2 separate regions of the Canis lupus genome follow, and region 2 is linked to region 1. Evidence: chromatin contacts called from public Hi-C data. All regions are on one chromosome and are shown on one strand. Each heading gives the region's core, a stretch centred on a gene start, on an enhancer-like site or on the middle of the called end of the contact. The rest is flanking DNA. Distances are from core to core; before and after follow the strand shown. Region 1 holds the start of STAG1 (cohesin subunit SA-1). Region 2 overlaps IL20RB (interleukin-20 receptor subunit beta).

Region 1 (5,909 bases), core at 282-2,781:
TGTACTGGTGTAAGGAGGTGGGAAGGGATGGCATAGGCAGTCCAAGGAGGACTGGCTTTGGAAAGACGGGGAGAACAGGTTTATTTGGTGAGAATTTTTGAGATCACAAACAACATGGGACTACAGACATTTCAAGATGGAGAGAATATCAAATCGGAGAATTTGTAGTCTCATAGCTTTGATCCCAGGAAAACTAAATGAAGTCATATCTATAAGCATGGATTGAGACTAGCATCTTTAATAACAGGGAAAGCTGCCAACAATCTTTGCAGAGAATACAAAATAAATTAACCAGAGATGAGTGTGTGTGTGTGTATATATATACTAATATTAATATATATTAGTATACACACACATATATGTGTATCTCCAGTCACGAATTCATACCCAACAAGGTTGGTTGCGACTTCCTCCAGTCAAACAGCCACACACTTTGTGACCTTTTGGGAAAGAAACCAGAAATAGGGGTAACTTACTGGAGACTGGCTCTGAAGACTGTAAAGGAATTGAGCGCTTCTAAGGCAATATTAAAACAGAGCGGGCTCTAGCAACAGAGAATTTAGTCGTAAATGGGGCTGATGACCTGGGAGATGAAGAATTCACTTTTGGTATTGCAAAGTTGAGGAGGCGAGCCACGGAAAGGCGGGTAGAAGAGGCGCCGTTCAAGGGCAGGTTTGGGTCACGATCTCACGTTAGTACCTTCTCCCGTCCGTCTCCGAGCCCCTGAAAGCCGTCCTTACCGCTGTGGGGGAGAGAAATCGCATTCCAGAGCCGAGGCGGTGTTTTCCCGGTCTAGCTGCATTCCTTCCTCACTAACTAGCCAATGCTGCCGCCTTATGCAAAGCCGGCACTAGAGAGGCTCCGCTTTACAGAGGCAGGGACGACGCCAATCGGCGCGGGGCAGGCACTGTAGCGTTTACCTCGGCGCGGGAGGGCCTGCACAGTTCTCAAAACCTTTTCACCCTCCCTCGCGAAAGCGCCTTGCCAACAGTCAACAATGAGCAGCTAATACAGTGCTAAGCTCGGAGGCCCTCTTTACACCCCGGAGAGGCGGGAGGCGGCTTTGGCTCCGCTACACCCTCCCGTTGCCGCAGAACGCGCCCAGGACGCGGGGAGGGAGCCGCGCGAAGTCAGGCGGAGCCGCAGGGAAGCACCAGTCTCCAGACCCGGGGAGGGGCCTCGGTGAAGGCGCCGGGGGCGGGTCTCCCTCCCAGGTCTCGGAAAAGCTCCGAAAATGGCGGGCAGCTACTCGGCTAGAGGGGCGCGCAGGCGCCACCGTGGCCGTCCTTCCGCCAGCCTCGGGCGGCCCCAGCCCCAGCCCCACGCCCTCACCGAGAGGCATCCGCCGATGGCGATTGGCTGAGCGGGGCGCCCGCTCCGTGCGGGGGCGGAGCCTCCACGCAGCAGCCACGTTTCCCGCCCCGCTGGTGCGCGTGCGTGCAATCCCCACAGGAAAGCGTTTGCGCGCGTCCCCGCCGCGGCCCCCAGCTCGCGCCTCAGCTCCCTCCCCTTTCCGGGCAGGCCCGTCCCGTCAGCCAGGCAGTAAGCGTCGCGGCCAGCAGAGGGCGGTCCGGACCCAAGTCTGCAGCGGCGCCATTGGCGTGTGGAAAATGCCACCAGATGGCGGGTTAGGATTGCAGCTCCGTTGAAGGCGCGGCCCCCGCTCCCGAACCCCCGGCGACCACCCCGTAACAACCCCCCCACATCGGGAATAACACACCGGAGACTTTTGGGGGGAAACTAGGTCGACGGCCGGCGGCGCCCGGATGGGCAGCTGAGGTGAGTGCGGGCGGCGGCGACGGCGGCGGGGGGCGGGAAAGGGGGAATGCGGCGGCAGCGGCGCGGGGGCTGGAAGCGCGGATCCAAGATGGAGGCCGGGCGAGAGCGAGAGAGCGAGGGAGCGCGAGCGAGGAGCGGGCGGGCGGGCCGGGCGCGGGCCCCGCGCGGGGGAGGGAGGCCGCGCGGGCCTGTGCGGGGCGCGGCAGCCGCTGGCCGACCGGGCGGCCGGGGGGGGCGCCTGTGGGCGCGGCGGGCACCTCTGAGCCCTCGTTCCTCCCCACCCCTCCCGCGGGCCCGAAAATTGTGCCCCCGCCCGCTCGGGCACTACAGCGACGGGCGCGGAAGCCTTTGTGGCGCGCTCGGGCCCGCCGCCAAGCCCGCCCTCCGCCCTCCCTCCGTCCGCCCCCCCTCCCCGCCCGGACTCTCGGGACTCGCCCGCGCCCGGCGGGGCCGGGCCGAGGCGGGCTGGTGCGAAAGCCGCCCGCCGCCCGCCGCCCTGCGTTTCTGCGGTGTTTTAGCGGCGGCGTCGTCACATGACAACGAGCTCGCCTCAGCGGAGGGGCCTGGGGGTCGCTCAGCGTGGCGGCCGGCCGAGACGTCTTCTTGGCGGGGTGGGGCAGGGGGCTGGAGCCTGGGGGAGAAGGGGCGTCGAAGCCGGGCTTTCCCGCTATCTGCCCTCCCCGCCCCCGACGGAGGCCTCCCCGTGAAACGTGTTCAGGCCGGAGCACTGCCCCGCTAGTTTGCCAATTCCCCGGGAGAAGAGGCCAATAAAAGTTGTTTTCCCTCCTTTCTCGGGGTGGGGGCGGGGTGAAGAGCTGGGAAACCGGAGTGCCTGGAGTTGGTCCTGGGCCTCGATTGGAGGGTCCGAGCTGGGTGTTTCTTGTGTGCTGTAGGGACTTAAAAAATGTTCAGGTCTTTAAGATTGTCACGTCACCCTTTCTACCCACATTTGAAATGTTTTCGATTCTCTTCACATTGCGGAGAATCGTGCCCGGGGCGTATAAATCATGGGATGGTTTTGGAAGCTTAGACCCAAAACAATACTGTTTGTAATGTGACGATAGCAAATTATTTGCTGTTAAGTTCATGTTAAGAGGATGAATATAGTTTATTTCTCGTGGTCGTGACTCGAAAGGACCCTATTTTTCATCTTCTTAGGAAAATAAAGTGTGAAAGTACTTGAATTGGCATAGGGAAAGTTCTGTTATTTGTGATTTATGTGGGGTTTGAGTAAGACTCTACCTTTTAGTTTTCCGTGTGTTTAAGAAAATGGCAAATTTTGTTGGTAAATATACCTAGGGAAATAATACACAACAATGAAAATAAAAACGATTTATTGTATGATACATTGTGCTGTATTTTCATATTTATAGTGTTGATTTCAGATTTAAAATTGCAGAAGGGGGGGAGAATATTGAAGGATCCGGAAGGATTGTCTACTTTTGGTTTTTGTGAACAGTTGAAACACAAATTGCTTTCTAAATAAAGTTCTGGAAAACCTACAGGTGTTTTGCTGAATTTTTTATTTATATTTTTCAAAATGTGTTTTAAGTTTATTCAGGTGGTTTATCAGTGGACATTTTTACAACCAAACTACTTTTGAGTGGAAATTTCTCAGTATCCACTTCGGTTTTGATGTTCTGACAAAGCTAGGAGATACTGAAATAGATGTGAAATGTGGGAAGTTACGTTACTGGCATTCCATCCTTTGAAGACAGTAATACAATTACCGTTGATTTGAATGGCTCTTTTAAAGCCTTAAGGGGGGCTGTGGTGTAGGGGCAAAAACCCTGAACTGAAATTACTTTGAACATTCCCTAGATTTGTCATCTTTGGAATGTCACACTTTGAACCTCATTTTTTCTCATCACTAAAATGAAGGTAATAAGTTATGTGGTAGTTATTTAACAAGATGTGTACGAAAAAGTACTTTTTAATAGTTAAAACTTTAAAAATTTTATGCAGTTTTAGCCTTTAACACTTCCATTCTGTATCTGTTTATCTTCATAATCAGTGCTGTGAGGAGATCTAATGCACCTTGAAGAAGAAGATAAATCTTTTTGTAGCCTGGGATCAGGGGTTCAAGAGCACCTGGCTCTAGGGATCCTAATCAGACTAGGTCCAGCCACTTGCTACTGACAAAAATCCAAAGGCAGAGGCAAAAGGTGGTGAAACAGGAAAGGAGAAGCTTATTTCAGTAAGGCCAATGCTGAGAGAACTCTCTCCCCCAAAATGCTCAAAATACTTCTAGGTTTGTGTAAGGGAAATGTGGATCAGAGATGGGTGGGGTACGTGCAAGTGGGCAGTGAAGGTCAGGTCATTGTCTTAGGGTCAGTCACATGGGGTCTTCCTGGCTCAGGGCAGTCCTTATTGCTTGTGGGTGTAGTTTTCGGTTCCCATCAGGGGATGCTTTGCCAGTAAGTAGGGTGTTTTGCCTGAGTTAAGAGATGAGCCAGAAAGAGGAGTTTATTCCATAAGAAAGTACAGACTGAGGTCAAAATGGAGGTACCTGAAGTTGTGTTTTCTTTTCCCATTTTTTTCTTTGCTGGTTAGTCCTAGAGTGAGGGAGTGTATTCATTTTCTTTTGATGTATAGCAAAGTACAACAAATTTAGGAGCTTAAACAACATCCAGTAATTGAAGGTTTCTGCAGGTGAGAGATCTGGATACTTTGTAGCTAGACTCTGTACAGCATCTCACCTATCTCATCAGGATGTCAGCTATAGCTATAGTTTTTAACTGAGGTTCAGGGTGTTCTTCCAAACTCAGTACTTGTTGGCATAGTTAATTTCCTTGTGGAAATTGGACTTAACACCCTTGTGGTTGTAAGTCCCTCTTGCTAGCTTTTTGCTAGCTTACAGTCTACATAAGCAGTTCATATATGACTGTTGCTTTTATTCAGACAAGCAGGTCCCAGTCCCCTTGACTTCCTTTGTGACCTCTAGATTCTCCTTTAAGACCCCTTTTTAAAGCTCATCCAGTTTGGTCAGACACACCCAGGATAATTTCCTTTTGGGACACTCCACTGATTAGGGACCTTAAATACATATACAAAATCTATTTGCCATACAACAACCACTGGAGTGATGATATCTTCTTATATTGACAGGTCTCCCCACAGTCAAAGGGAGGAGAATTTAAAGGGTGTGGGTCATTGAGAGTTCTTAGATTTTTGCTTACCATTGGGAAAGAAGTATTTTTATGTTTGCCTCCTTAGAATCTGAACATAGGAGAGCACAGAGGGAGACCAGTAACACACTTGACAAGTTTACTCATATTTTTTTGTCTTTAAACCTTTTCCTTTCCCACATTTCCTGGTACCTCACTTTAAGTGCCTCTCTCTATAAAAATGTTATATTGCGTTTAGAGGGAATTAAAAGTAAAAACTAAAAATAAAAAACTTTAATAAGGAAGGCAATAGGAGATTATGTAATTATCATTATTCCTTAATACCTATTGTTTTACCTATTTTAGAGATGAGATTGAGTCTCATAAGAGATTTTAATGCTTAAGATCACACTCCTATTAAGTGACAGATTCAAACTCATTACACCAGGCAATTGCTGTGGTGTGATTAGTCTGTAGTTTGTGAGGAAGAAATTCTTAGGAAAAAGAATAGTTCTTTGGAAGGGTCAGAGGAGGGATATTATTGGTGGAACAAAAAAGGTAGCAGAAGTTGGGTCATGGTGTGTGGGATGGTTTGAGTCTGAAAAAAGATTTTCAAGAGGAGGCAATTAGTTTTAGTTAAGGATATCAAACTTTAAAGAATATAACCAAGGGGTTAAAATTGTGAGGCGTACACAATTTCTTAATAGAAAGGGGGTATAGTAGGGGCTTGGTCAGTCATTTTTAGCTGAATAAACATAAGTCTTTAGAATTAAGATGTCTCCAGCTACTTTGAGACTCTTTAGGGAAAAGTAGGAAGCAGAGATCTAAAAGAATGCTCCTGCAAAGCTCTAGAATGAGATGAATTTTAAGATAGGAATTAGGATAATATTTCTGGAGAAGGAGGGGTCAGTTTTCAATAGTTAAGAGGATAGGCTCCTACTTCCTATCTTAGTGCTGAGAGAAACCTTGTTTTATTGACAAATGTGATTCTTTTGAAATGAGCTTTAAGTACGTCATAGACCA
Region 2 (5,894 bases), core at 437-2,936, 240 kb before region 1:
TGAGCTTCACCTGTGAAGGCCCTTTAGCCTTGATACTGTCGGTGTGATGACATCAGAAGGCCCTAGTTCTGGGGTATGATTTCCTAAGGCTAGAAACCTAAGATGTCATCTGTAGGCTTAATCTTATACCAAGGCACTTTGGTAGAGATATGCTGGCATCTCCAGGAAATGAGGAGGCATGGGGGCCACTTCATAGACGAGTGGCTTAAAGTACAGGAGCAAAATGTAGAAGTTACTGAGGTTTGTACAGACACTCTTTTTTTTTTAACAGCCAAGACTTTTTAAGTAGTTTTTTTTTTTTTAAGATTTTATTTATTTATTTATTCATGAGAGAGAGAGAGAGAAAGAGGCAGAGACACAGGCAGAGGGAGAAGTAGGCTCCATGCAGGGAGCCAGGATCACGCCCCGGGCTGAAGGCGGCGCTAAACCGCTGAGCCATCCAGGGATCCCCCTTTTTAAGTAGTTTTTAAAATTTCCCAAAAGGAGTCCAATGGAGGAACCAGAGGCATGTACCTCCTTCACAGTAAGAGGGTTTGTGCTTTTGCTCCTGGGGCTCTTTGCAGATACCCAAGAACACTCCTGCTCAGTTTTTCCTCCAGGATCCTTAATGGGGTTTTGCAACCCCTCTTGGGCTTGCAGCTCCTCACTGAGGGAGGCAAGAGGGGCTGCATCTTCCTTTTGGGAGCCTCCTGCTCCCACATGTGCATTCTCCCACTTCAGGCAAGAATGTTTGTTTTGTTTTGTTTTTTGTTTTTTGTTTTTTTTTGTTAGATGCATGAGAACCTGATGGTCCCTGGAACCCACAAGACAAAACTGTAATTGGGGTCAACTCTTGTATGCCAGTTTCAAATTTCACAGAGTAGGTGCCACAGTGGTTTAATATGACTACCCTCTCATGAACTACCCCCTCATGTGGCCTGAGGAACACCCTAGAAAGTCAGTCTAGTCCAGGGATAGGCTAGAAATGACAGGAAAAACAAAAATTCAAAAACTCTTTTTTTTTAATAGATAAGGAAGGACAGCGCAGAGGAAAGCTGGACACAGGAAAGAGTGAGGCAGAGGCCAAGGGCCCAGTAGGGAGGCAGAGCCAGGCAGGCCCAAAGAAGCCCCTAATGATGCTGGAGACAGGGCCCGAGTGCGGATATGGCGGCCACTAAATTCTGAATCCACTAGTAGTAGTGGATGTTTGTTAGGGGCGAAGCCCATGGAGATTTTGTAGTTGAGTTCTCATTCTAGGAAACTTGTCTGAATTTTCCTTTCTCCATCCAGGAAACTAAGATCCCTTGGCTCCGTGGGAACAGAAGGACCTTTTCCACCACTCAACACAAGGTGGCGCCAGACACCCGCGGACTTAATGAGGTCCCCCTTCCAAAGGGGCTCCAGAAGCTTTGCGAAAAGTTCCCTGAAGGGATCAATCAAGTCCGGCCAGATTCAAAGGAAACTGAGAGCTCTGCATCCACAGAGAATTAGCCTAAGGATTAAAAAAAAAAAAAAAAAGGCATACAGAAAATATACATATATATGAGATGTATTATATATATACATACATATATATATAAGATGGGGAAGGGTAGCACAGAGGCTAGACACGCAAACTGAATCTACAAAACCTCTGTAAAAGGAAAATAAAGGCACATCACTGGGAACCCCTGGCAGGACGGGAGATAGGCAAGGAGTTAGGCAAGTGAGAAAGGACTGGAAGTAGAGGGCAACCAGTAAAGAGGCTGTTGCAGGTCTCCAAGGGTTGCTGCTTGAGCCAAGGACTGGTGGCAGTGGAGAAAGATGCCTTCTGATTGAGGTGTGTACATTCACTATTCTTCATAGTATTCTTCATTGGTGTGGTGAGTCAATAAAGCCCAACACGACTGCATAACGAGACTGAGTTGAAATGCATTCTATTCATGTTTTCTGAGAATTCACTGTATTAGCTTTGCTCTTTTTATGTGTTGTTATGGATTCGTGACATTTCAAATGTACTAATGTCAGTCGATATTCTCATTTTGATGCTCTCACACTGTGCCAACTTTCGGTGGTGGGGACCCTTTTAGATTTCAAATGCCCTGGTTATTTTAAGCTTTGCTTCTGGCCCAGTAAGGCGTTAGGTGTTATGAGATTGCCTCATACTCTTTTGCCCCAGACCAGACATGGAATCAGACATTGTTCCAAGAAACCCTGGCTCCTTTTGGGAGAAAAATAACATTAGAAACCATAATGTAGGCATTAGGGTGCATTATATGCATTGAGGTAACGTTGCTACTGAGCCATTTAGATGGGGGGAAGCCAGAAAAGAAATATACTTTAAAGTAAATGTTTTACAAAGGCATGACTTCATATTAATATGTTCAATTCAGTTCTAACAATACATGGCTCCTACTCAAATTTTTTAGTCCAATTGGCCTTCCCTTTCACTAATCCTGAAATCTAGGTTCCTATCAAAATAAACATAATTATTTACTTATTCTAACTGACAACTTAAGAGAACAGCTCTGAAACCAAATCCTCCCCTCTCAAAAATACACTATCCATACAAACAGTACAAATACTAAATTAAGTTTTTGTTTTAGACTGCCAATTTTTTGCCAAATTCATCTCTTCTAGAGCCACTGGTAACCTCCCCACCCTGTGCAGCTATATAAGAATATAACTGACATAGTTGTGGTCCAGTTGTTTATTTAGAGGAGGCTGCAACCTGCCCCCACCCCCATTTTCTGCTCTACCTTTTCATTTTTCATGGGTCTGATACACTCCTAATATACCAGATAATTCACTTACAAATAAGAATTACTACCATTATTTGATTTTGTATTATTTTGTTATTATTATTTTCCCTTTCCCCTGTGGAAATGTAAACCTCATAAAATAGGTGGTTTTGTTCACTGGACTCTGGCATTTGTTCCCTGAGGGCAGGGCTAAGGAAGCTGGGCTTGATTCTGGGGGTGAGGGCACTCTATGGGGTTGAGTGCAAACATGGTTGGTCTTCCTGTTCTGTTGTAGTTACTAACTGGGCTCCTTTTCACTTCTTAAAGTGTCACAGTTTAAAGAGCTAGGTGATGGGGATAAAAGGAGAGAAGGCCCGAGGAGTCAAGATATAAGCACTCCAGCTACAGAGGTAGCCCTCCTACTATGGGGAACAAGCTCAGTGTCTGATGCATGGCTGGACCTCAGTTAAATGCATGTGTGGGAACTGAGAAGACAACAGAATAATCCAGAGAAGTGTTTACAAACAAAAAATGTCAACAGGAATGGATGGGCTCTGGGACAAATTGTGAGAGGGACTCAAACAGAGGGAAACAAAGAGTGATTTCTGGGTTCTAGGCCTGGACAGGTGGCAGAAGGACTGCAGCCCCCGCATGGAGCAGCAAGGAAATGGGACAAGGGAGAGTGATGACCAGTATAGTAGCATGGCCTTTATTTTTGCAAACTGAAAATGTTTCCAGTTCAGGCTAAATATAAAATTAACATATACTCTTCATAAAAGAGTCGAACAACACAGAAGCATACAAAATGGTACAAAGAAAAAGATTTTCAGCAATATCATCCTCCTAGAGAGTCTACACCATCTGGCTCCTTGAGGCCCCACTGGGTAGGGAGGGGGGTAAAGACCCAAATCTTGTAGGAGAAACACATGGTTGAAGAAGTTAGATTGTCCCCAGCTCTGGGCTGGCTGGAAGGGGTCCAGGAAGTTGGTGGAGACAAACCAACTCAGAGGCTCCAAGGCTGGGGTCTAAAAAATGGAGGCAAAGGCCTTGCCCATCAATCCCTTCACTTCTCAAGAAATTTCTCTCTCCAACCCTGACTCTTCCTCACCTGGTAGGGAGAGGGGTGGGAAGAGGCTTCCAGAGGTGGATCCTGGATGAACATGCTAGAAGGGGCTGAGGACACCCTGAGTGAGCGGTCTTAAAGAGGAGAGGTACCCAAAGGGATTTCTTGTGGAGCAAGGCCTCTAGGAAGATCCAGGGGCACTCTGACCAGGTGAGGCTTTGACTACTGCATTGGTCAGGGTTCTCAGGAATCTGCCTGCCACTCTTTCCCTTCCCCATCCCCTACCTGGGGTCACCCAACAACTCCTGACCAATGGTGGCCTTCAGGAGCCTCTTTGGACGTACGGTTGATGATGTAACTAAAGACCACATTTTTGGAAGAAACCAAAAAGCTTACCGAAGGTGACCCCTTTTTATTTTTCATTCTATACTTTAACAATGCTGCAGGTAAAAGGAACACAGCAAACACCACGTTTATTATTGACATCCTTCTGCATTCTCCTCTCCTCATACACATACATGTTACCTGCTGCCTTGAGTGTGCACACATTATTTGCCCTTTACAACATCTTATGTATGCACAGCATGTCCCATCTTCCATGAGCCTGTGGCCTCCTTCTAGGTCATGTATTATAGAGCTGGCCGAGCCATTTGCCTCTGCACAGGCATTTTGGGTCGAAGTGAAGTCAACACTTCATACCCATCATTCCTTTCCTCATCAAGGTTTACTCTAGGGAAGTGGGGTCTCCAAGCCAACTGGTGGAAAGAGTTTTTATCATTCTTGTTACAATTTATATATTGCTCTGCAGAAAAGTTGAACTAATAACAATATACAGTGCTGCCAGTTTCCCAAAGCTCTGCAAGAGCTGTGTGTGTGTGTGTGTGTGTGTGTGTGTGTGTGTGTGTGTGTGTGGTTTAACAGTTGTATGGTTAATTCTCCTATTTCATAGATGAGAAAACTGAAGACCAAAGAAACCAAGCCACTTTCTCCAGGGTCATTCAGTCGGTGAATGGCAGAGCAACCTAGTTCTAGAGGTCACATCTCCTGACCCACCCCCAACTCAGCACTCTGTCCACCAAACCACTCTGCCTCTGACAGTTGCTTCTAGACATGGACACAGCAGGCTCTGCTTGTTTTCTTGTCCTTTGTCCATGGAGGTAAACAGATACTGGGTCTTTCCCCTCACAGCTTCTGTGCCATGCCAACTGGATTCTCAGTTTCAACTGGGCCCTCTCCCAGCCTGCTAGATCCAGGACCTGAAAGGCTCCTCAGAAGACAGCACAGCTGTGGCACAGGCTTCCACCTCTTCCTTTCTGCAGCTGATTAACTTCTGGGGTGAATTGGTTATTTTCTGAAAAAAAAAAATAATTTTCATTAAAATTCATTAGCGGAATGGTAGTAGCAGTAAAGTAGTAGTCACAATTACAGAGAATGTTGCAGAAATCCCAGCTACTTGATTAATTTTTAAGCCACGGAGGAGAAAAAAAAAAAAAAAAAAAACAAAGATGATTCTAACCACTGGTTCAGGAGCTTCCAATATTTACTCTAATTATTCTCCAGTTTACTGACCAGCAGATCTCTGGGGGCCGTGCTATATCAGTTGCCCCACAAAAGCCCAGAATTTAATTCTGGCCAAAAGTCTAACCTTCCAGCAGAGAACTCTGAAAATAATGACCTGCAATGAGATGCTCAGTGTATAACACATGGAAGGGGGCCCAGTCCAGAGGTGACACACCACAAACAGGAGCCCCTTCCCACTCATATTCATGTTCCTACCGTCTTCTCCCAACAATGGCAATATGTAACCCTAACTGACTATAAAAATGCAGGTGTCAGCATTTCAGAGGGACTCTCCCCACTGTTACTAGCCTGCCCACTTCCACCAAACTCATTAGGTTCTTATTTTCCATGGCCCTTCCTGTCAATTCTCCAAAGAGGGGCACATGGACACAGCAAATAGGCCCAATGGGTTCTCCACCTCAGTCCTGGGAGATATTAGCTTCATGGAGCCAGGTGCCCTTGTTCCCTGTTTGTAAAGAGGCAGCTGTGGTGTTCATGAGCAAGTAACAGGGGAGGACAATGTACATGCAGGAGTCACTAATGGGGAGTTTCAGTGGGGAGCCAACCACCAA

The links. A called contact is a pair of places that touch in the nucleus more often than the background predicts.
Region 2: a contact with region 1 is called in a Hi-C map of liver, with 8 times the contacts expected there. The contact joins the enhancer-like site here to the promoter of STAG1 in region 1. A contact is called at or near these places in 4 of 9 Hi-C or Micro-C datasets (amygdala, blood, liver and 1 more).

What each region holds. Positions count from the first base shown.
Region 1 is chr23:33,698,539-33,704,447 of UU_Cfam_GSD_1.0, reverse strand. STAG1 (cohesin subunit SA-1) reads left to right here and starts at 1,531. Exons shown (of 33, transcript XM_038570965.1): 1 at 1,531-1,779.
Region 2 is chr23:33,941,638-33,947,531 of UU_Cfam_GSD_1.0, reverse strand. It overlaps IL20RB (interleukin-20 receptor subunit beta), which reads right to left. Exons shown (of 7, transcript XM_038570979.1): 7 at 3,383-5,113. The coding sequence ends at 5,031. Among named protein-coding and RNA genes, the nearest start is that of IL20RB, 38 kb to the right of the region's middle. Within about 2 kb of position 1,686, at least 2 of the 20 cell types and tissues checked have an H3K27ac peak or open chromatin away from gene starts, as enhancers often do.